Linked DNA regions of Rattus norvegicus: region 1 is linked to region 2. A link is a contact called in public Hi-C data. All regions are on one chromosome and are shown on one strand. The core of a region is the stretch at or near the end of the contact, and the rest is flanking DNA. Distances in the headings are between cores, read along the strand shown.

Evidence for each region. Hi-C and Micro-C count contacts between places; a contact is called where the count stands out from the background.
Region 1: a Hi-C map of the A7r5 cell line shows a contact between it and region 2, with 1.7 times the contacts expected there. The contact joins the enhancer-like site here to the promoter of Pard3b in region 2. A contact is called at or near these places in 4 of 12 Hi-C or Micro-C datasets (the A7r5 cell line, Schwann cells, liver and 1 more).

The regions. Positions count from the first base shown.
Region 1 is chr9:70,684,848-70,689,156 of GRCr8, forward strand. The region is part of intron 2 of Pard3b (par-3 family cell polarity regulator beta); the gene reads left to right. Among named protein-coding and RNA genes, the nearest start is that of Pard3b, 150 kb to the left of the region's middle. Within about 2 kb of position 1,889, at least 5 of the 93 cell types and tissues checked have an H3K27ac peak or open chromatin away from gene starts, as enhancers often do. A contact at or near this core is called in the A7r5 cell line, where this site is marked.
Region 2 is chr9:70,530,882-70,535,054 of GRCr8, forward strand. Pard3b (par-3 family cell polarity regulator beta) reads left to right here and starts at 1,614. Exons shown (of 23, transcript NM_001191808.2): 1 at 1,614-2,147. The coding sequence starts at 2,028.

The sequences.
Region 1 (4,309 bases), core at 639-3,138, 150 kb after region 2:
ACTTCATTGTGTGTACATAGCATGTAATCATTATTCATTCAGCAGTTGATAGGCATCTAGACTAGTTTTCTTTTCTTGCTATTGTGAATAGAGCAGCAGCCTGTGCAGGTATGTCTGTGGCAGGGTATGAAGCCCTTTGGGTATGTGTCCAGGGGTAGCATAGTTTGTCCATATGAGGAAAAGACAAACCTGCTCACTGCTGGTTGCTTATTAGTGCAGTCATTACAGAAACCAGTATAGATTTTTATCAAAACAAAACTAAAACTACCTTGTCACCCATCTATACCTATGGTGTCTGTTCCCTGGACTTTGGAACTTCTTTTTTAACATAGGTGAAATATTTGTGACTAACCTCAAACTGTTGATATTTCTCTTTAACTAGATTCAATCTTATTTCCATGAAGAAACTAGAGACTATTGGAAGCAAACAATTTTTTCTTTAAAAAATAAAAATAAAAAAGCAAAAGTAAACTCTCTTAGAAGTTTACCAGGACCCAGAGGGAAAGGTGACAGTATCACAGTCTCTCTCCCTCCATTTGGGATGGGGACAGCTCTGTTATTCCAGTGTTCCCTTGGAGATGAAATCTTTGACTGACTGATTGATTGATTGTTTGTTTGATTGATTGATTCAGGATCATCTTAGAAAAGAGGAGCCTTGACTTGATGCCTCCTCCTTTTACTACTTAGCTATGGAGTCATGATGAAAGGTCGGGGAGGAGATATCACGATACCACTGGTGTAGCAAGGGCAACTCAGAAACATGCAGGAAACAATTGGCTCTGGATGGGGGCTTATAGAAATTTTTCTCTCCTCCATGGAAACAGGAAGACCAATTCTTTAGACACTGAGAACATTTGTGCTTGCGTGTGTGACATAGTCAATGTATCTCATATCCAAGTAGTGTAAAATATGTTATCCCTTCTTACTGTAACATCAAAACCGTTATTGCTCTTTTTCCAAAGTGGCAACATAACAAGTAAACCTGGGGTTCTTTGGAGTAGCTACAGAACTTTTCTTTTTTTCTCAGTAACAAAGTATAATTTGGGACTGAGGTCAAGTGGATGAGACACCAGAAGAATTGGTAAAAATACCATGTAAGTGTTAAGGTTGGTAGATGGACTCGACTAGTGAGAAGTAGGAATCTGCAGATTTAGAGAACACACAAAACAACCCTACTTAGACAGATTAATTTTAAACATTAGAGTTGTGTACACATTTTTATGTGTATAAAATGAAACCCGTGCAATTATCCTACTTTAGTATTGTAAATTTATATTCAAAATGAAGAGAATTTTTAAAATCTTGAAGGTAGTATTCCTGAAACCTTTTCTATTGTTTGGAAGTCAGAAGCTAAACATGAAATCCAGATTGATTGAAAAAAGTATTTGGCCAAACACATTCCCTAATAAGTTTAATTTAACACACTGTTTTGGGGTTTATAACTAAATATTTCCCTCTTAAATGGACAAATGTTTCTTGTGTGCAAGTATGGTATCTGGTAGCCTAAGGTTGTCAAGGGTAAATATGGGTAATTTAAGGTTTAGACTGTTGTTGTTCTTTTTAAAAGAAGGGAAATGTAGTCTTGAACAGTGAGAATTATTACGGTGGAAATACGTTGGGCACTGTTTTGACAGTAGTGTACTTCATAAGAAGTAAATACTGCAAAGGCTTTACAATTAGCTAGTGTCTCCATATAAGGAGAGGAATGCAATACTGGATAGAGCTTTTGACACACAATCTTTTATTATGACATCAAGTTGATTAATATCTCAGCCATGGCATTGTTTTAAAGTATCTTGGTTCTCTGTCCATTAGAGGTGGAACAGAAAGCACACATGGAAGCTGGCATCTGCGCCGTGCTCCTGACCATTTATGCTGGGGCGAGGCCAGTGTTTTGGCTCTAGTGTTTACAGTCTGAATGACTTGGAATTCATCTCAGGCGAAAGAGTTACAAGGCTGTCCTGCTGGGGCCGGGCTGCACATGGGACATTGGATAACTTGGTAAGAAGAAATTGAGAAGTGCCAGGGCTCTGGAGCACAAGGTCCCTGTCTTAAGTTTTTTTCTTTCTTTTTTTTCACTTTAAAAGTATTCTAAAATTATTACTTATTAAATGTCAAAATGCTTTAAATATAAAACAATACTTGAATGACTACTCAGCTCATCTAATGAAGCCCAGGAAAAGTTATCATTATCCAAAGATGGGCATATAAATTTACGTGCATAATGAAGTAAGTATATACATAATTAAATTAATACAATTTTTGAATTAACATAATTTTGTCATTGTTTATACTATTTGTTTGTTGGTTTGTTTAGGGTATATGTTTGTCTGTGTGCACAACATCATGCCTGTGGAGGTCAGAAGACATCTTGTGGGAGGGAGTTTCTCTCTCTCTCTACCATGTAGGTCCTGAGGACTGAACTCATCCAGCAGGTTTGGTGATCAGCAGTCTTTGCCTGTTAAGCCATCTTGATGGTTTGTGTCTAGGGTTTTGTTTTGTTTTTTTTTAATTGGATATTTTTTATTTACATTTCAAATGTTATTCCCTTTCCCGGTTTCCCGGACATAAGCCCCCATCCATCACCCCTCCCTCTTCTTCTATAAGGTTGTTCCCCCTCCCAAACCACCTCTCCACTGTGACATTCCCCTACTCTGGGGGATCCAGCCTTGGCAGGACCAGGGGTTTCTCCTCCCCTTGGTGCCCAACAAGGCCATTCTCTGTTACATATGCAACTGTATTCTTTGGATAGTGGTTTAGTCCCTAGGGAGCTCTGGTTGTTTAGTATTGTTGTTCTTATGGGGTTGCAAGCCCCTTTAGCTCCTCCAATCCTTTCTCTAATTCCTGCAATGGGAATCCTGTTCTCAGTTCAGTGGTTTGTTGCTGGCATTTGCCTCTGTATTTATCATGCTCTGGCTGAGCCTCTCAGGAGTCAGCTATATTAGGCTCCTGTCAGCATGCACTTCTTGGCTTCATCAATATTGTCTAGTTTTGTTGGCTGTATATATGTATATATATATATGTATGCACTCGATCCCCAGGTGGGGCAGGCTTTGAATGGCCTTCCATCTCTGCTCCAAACTTTGTTTCCATATCTCCTCCTATGAATATTTTTGTTCCCCTTTTAAAGAAGGACTGAAGCATCCACACTTTGGTCATCCTTCTTCTTGAGCTTCATGTGGTCTGTGGATTGTATCTTTGGTAATTCAAACTTTTGGGCAAATATTTACTTACCAGTGAATGCGTGTTTTTTTTTGTTTTTGTTTTTGTTTTTTCTTTTGTGTGTGTGTGTGTGTGTGTGTGTGTGTGTGTGTGTGTGTGTGTGTGTGTGTGTGTGTGATTGGGTTATGTCACTCAGGATGATATTTTCTGCTTCCATCCATTTGCCTATGAGTTTCAAGAAGTTATTGTTTTTGATAGCTGAGTAGTACTCGATGGTATAGATGTACCACATTTTCTGTATCTATTACTCTGGGTTCTTTCTGGCTTCTGGCTATTACAGATAGGGCTGTTATGAACATAGTGGAGCATGTGTTTTTGTTGTATGTTGTAGTGTCTTTTGGGTATATGCCAGCAGTGGTATAGCTGGGTCCTCAGGTAGTTCAATCTCCAATTTTCTGAGGAACCTCCAGACTGATTTCCAGAGTGGTTGTACCAGTCTGTAATCCCACAAAAATGGAGGAGTGTTCTTCTTTCTCCACATCCTTACCAGCATCTGTTGTCATTTGAGTTTTTGATCTTAGCCATTCTGAATGGTGTGAAGTGAAATCTCAGGGTTGTTTTGATTTGCATTTCCCTGTTGACTAAGGATGTTGAACATTTCTTTAGGTACTTCTCAGCCATTCCATAATCCTCAGCTGAGAATTCTTTGTTTAGCTCTGTACCCCATTTTTAAATAGGGTTCTTTGGCTCTCTGGAGTCTAACTACTTGAGTTCTTGTATATGTTGTATATTAGCCATCATCAGATGTAGGATTAGTAAAGATATTTTTCCAATCTGTTCGTTGCCGTTTTGTTAAAATGACAGTGTCCTTTGCCTTACAGAAGCTTTTTATGAGGTCACATATGTTGATTCTTGGTCTTAAAGCATAAGCCATTAGTGTTCTGTTCAGGAAAATTTCGCCAATGTCCATATGTTTGAGGCTCTTCCCCACTTTCTCTTCTATTAGTTTGAATGTATCTGGTTTGATGTGGAGGTCCTTGATCTACTTGGACTTAAGCTTTGTACAGGGTGATAAGAATGGATCAATTTGCATTCTTCTAAATGTTTACCTCCAGTTGAACCAGCACCATTTGTTGAAAATGCTATT
Region 2 (4,173 bases), core at 364-2,863:
GCTCTGGGTACCAGGGGAGAACTTATAGTAGGCTGCGAAGAATGTGAAGAGAACAAACTCTGGTCATGTGGAGTGGAAGATCAGTTTGGGAACACACCAAAGGACAGGGGAGTGTGGAGGAAGCAGCATGTGCTTGTATCTCAGCTGAGAATCTTCTCAGTATACTGTGAGGCTCACTCATTAATACCTGGCATTTGCATGTGCTGGGTTTTGACTGTTTCTTGTGGAAGACACAGCAGAGAAACACCTGTGAGCCCACTTCACAGCCAATAAAGACACCATTAGCAGTGTCGTTGATAGTTGGAGATAGTAGTTCTTGAAGATACAATTTGTGATCCTGCCTCCAATATTGCCTCAGAGGGTTGCTCAGTGAATTCTTTGTTTGGTTTTATGACAAAAATGGTTCTGTCTTTGGCTTACCAAATCAGTTAGATTTGCGTCCAAACTGGACTTTCTACTGCGTATTTTCTCCAAGTTGACTCAGTTTACGCGGCCCTCTTTAGGGCCACTGACATTGAATAAGGTGCTTGCCAGGAACATAATCAATGTATAGTAAATGTATAAATGAGCTTTAAATCGATCAGAACTTCCAAATCCATAATTTAAGACCAAACCATCTCAAGCAACTCAAGTTCAATTTAAGTTGACATAGGAGAAACTCTGGGAGGAAGTGGATCTTATTGGCTACACTAAATTGCTATAAAACTGCCCGGAGCCACTAGAGACGTAAACAGGAGGACCTGTGCTCTCTGCACCACAACGAGCTCCATGACCAGTCTGTTTGAATTTTGAATCTTTAAGCGCTGAAGATCAAATCCATGCCTGTAGGGGAAAATTCTAAACTGAACCACACCCAGCAGGCCAAGCGCCATTCTTTCTGCCCAAGGTAGGGGGAAAAGTATCTTCCAGCTCAAAGGAGCTGTTTACTTAGGAATTAAGGATACAGATGGTACTTGTTGGCCAGAACTTCTCCCCGTACCTTGTGTTCAATTGTTCAAGCATATGAACCTGCGAAATCATGACTCAAGGGTGTTCTTTTCTTCGTCAGATACACAAAGGGGAGTCCCCCTTCAAAAGGAAAAGTGTAAACTTTTACACCCAATTATATTTGGACTTTGGGTGTGATCTTTGCTGGAACACTTGGCACCTGCACAGTGGTCTTTAAGCTCCCTCAGCTAAGCTAGTTCTCTTGTGGCTCCAGAGGGAGCTGCAAAAGTTCTGCCCTTGGTCAGTCCCACCTTTCAATTCCTCAGTACTAAGGATATTTTAGAAGGTGTGGCAAAAAGCACCTGCTCTGGAGCTTCCCTTGAACCTTGCTCCAGCTCTCATTTTAAGGGAGTTGCTCAGCCAGTTTCCGATCTATTCCAAGTGTGCTTTATGAGATCCGGTTTCAATTCCCCTGTGGTAGCTCCCAGATCCCGTTACAATTCCCGGAGCTCCCTGTAGGTGTGAAGGAGAGACAGAACCAAGTGCTGGTTACAGGCTACCCAAGGTCTAGTTACACGAGGCAACCCCGGTGGCCCGGGGCAACACCTTGGAGCTTTCTGTGGCCAGCGAGCGCCGCGGCCCCTTTAAGAGCCGGGCCCAGGCTGGCCCGCGGACCGAGGGAGCCCAGAGCGCCGCGCGCGTCGGAGGAGTTGGGAGCCGGCGCAAAAGTTTCCTCCCAACTCCGGCCCCGCGCGCCGCCGCCGCCGCCCACTCCAGCCCGGGGCCTGGGGCCGGCCCTGCCACAGTCGCCAGGGCCACCGCCAGAGGCAGGGCCGGGCCGGGCCGGGCCGCGCCCGCAGTTTCACTTTGGCGCGTGGAGCCTCTGACTGCACCCGGCCGACCCTCCGCGTCCCCGCGTCTCCGCGCCCGTGTTCCCGCCCTCGGCCTCCCGTGGGGCTGCAGGGGAGCAGCCGTGGGTCCGGGCCCCGGAGGCACGCGCCAGACAGCGTCGTATCCGCCTCAGGTCCCCGGACTGAGGGGCTGCGCCCGGGGGGCAGGCACCTGTTCGGCCCGGCCCCGCGCGGGAGCCGGGGGCCAGGATGAAAGTGACAGTGTGCTTCGGGAGGACCGGCATCGTGGTGCCCTGCAAGGACGGCCAGCTGCGCGTCAGCGAGCTCACCCAGCAGGCGCTGCAGCGGTACCTGAAGACCCGGGACCAGGTAAGGGACGCTGCAGGGGGCGAGCATAGGGCGCGACTGCCCGGGGGGGCTCACTTTATAAGTGTCCTAGGCCACGCACCTGCCGGGCGCCCTGGACCAGGTGGCGCTTTTTTTATGGGGTTCAGATCACTCCCAGCGGCTGCTGAGCGCTGCCTGCAGCCACAAGTTTTGCAGGCTGCTAATTTCAGGGACCCAAGTAGCCCTGTCTTGCCATTGAGAGTCATGAGAAGAAATGGCGGCATCCCGCTCACTTGAGGGGTCCTTACACCTCCGCCCTCTGAGGCCTACTCCGAAGTTCACACACCCAGTCTGTTCTGTAAGGTAGCCCCAGGTGTTTGAGTAGCAGGGCTCCAGAACCTACTTGAGAGGACACTGTGATGTTACCCGTACTGCTCACCTGAAGTGTGATTTCTGACCCTCTAAGTCCCGCCCTAAGGAGGCTCCTTGGAGTTAGAGCATTGATTGGCTCAAGAAACACCTCCAAAGTTATAGCTATTGGCGCTTTTAGAGTTCTTAGCTTGATGGGAGGTCTCCCAGTGACCTGGGCAGGAGGAGGTCCTGTGGGGATGCTACTCTTATAAGAGCTAGTGCCCTGGGGTGTTTTCAGTTGCATGCCACAGTTTCTGTGAGTCATAGCCAATGAGAATAGTTGAATTGGGTTCTGGGTTACTCCCAAAATGAGGATGACCCACTGTTTTGCTCAAGTTAGACATAGGTAAAAGTCAAAAGCTAGCATACAAAACAAATGGCAGGACTCCAGCACTCTTGTCAGGTGTCTGGGTGACTTGTGCGAGTTCTGCTTTCTTTTATGGAACCTCTAAATGAATGCTCAGGAAAGCGCCTTTAGACTTGTTTCAGTTCTTACATGGCCTGTTTGGTATGCTTCAACTCAACTTCCCCTCGAACAGATAAGCCACCAACTTGTTCGCATAATGATTATTGTAAACTATAGTCAAGAAGTCGGTCCAATCTCGAGATGAAAAACTGTAATTTTTTATTGGATTTTTTAAAATTTACATTTCAAATGTTATTACCTTTTTCGGTTCCTCGGACATAAGCCCCCATCCCCTCCTCCTCCCCTTCGTCTATAAGGGTGTTCCCCTCCCCAACCACCCTACCCTTCACACCCCTTCCCCGACATTCTTCCGCACTGGGGGGGGTCCAGCCTTGACAGGACCAGACTTCTTGCATTGGTGCCCAGCAAGGACATCCTCTGCTACATATGCAGTTGGAGCCCTGGGTCAGTCCATGTATAGTCTTTGGGTAGTGGTTTAGTTCCTGGAAGCTCTGGTTGGTTGGCATTGTTGTTCTTATGGGGTTGCAAGCCCCTTCAGCTCTTTCAATCCTTTCTCTAATTCCTGCAACGGGGATCTTGTTCTCAGTTCAATGGTTTGCTGCTAGCATTCGCCTCTATATTTGACATGTTCTGGCTGTGCCTCTCAGGAGACGTCTATATCAGGCTCCTGTCAGCACGCACTTCTTAGCTTCATCAATCTTATCTAGTTTTGGTGGTTGTATATATATGGGCTGTATACCCATGTGGGGCAGGTTTTGAATGGCCATTCCTTCAGTCTCTGCTCCAAACTTTGCCTCCATATACCCTCCTATGAATATTTTTGTTCTGCCTTTTATCTTTTGTTTTATTTTTTGGAGCTGGGGACCGAACCCAGGGCCTTGCGCTTCCTAGGTAAGCGCTCTACCACTGAGCTAAATCCCCAGCCCCTGTTCTGCCTTTTAAGAAGGAGTGAAACATTCACACTTTGGTCGTCCTTCTTCTTGATCCTCATGTGATCTGTGTATTGTATCTTGGGTAATTCGAGCTTTTGGGCTAATACCCACTTATCAGTGAGTGCATACCCATGTGTGTTCTTCTGTGACTGGGTTTCCTCACTCAGGATGATATTTTCTAGTTCCATCCATTTACCTATAAATTTCATGAAGTCATTGTTTTTGATAGCTGAGTAGTACTCCATTGTGTAGATGTACTACATTTTCTGTATCCATTCCTCTGTTGAGGGCATCTGGG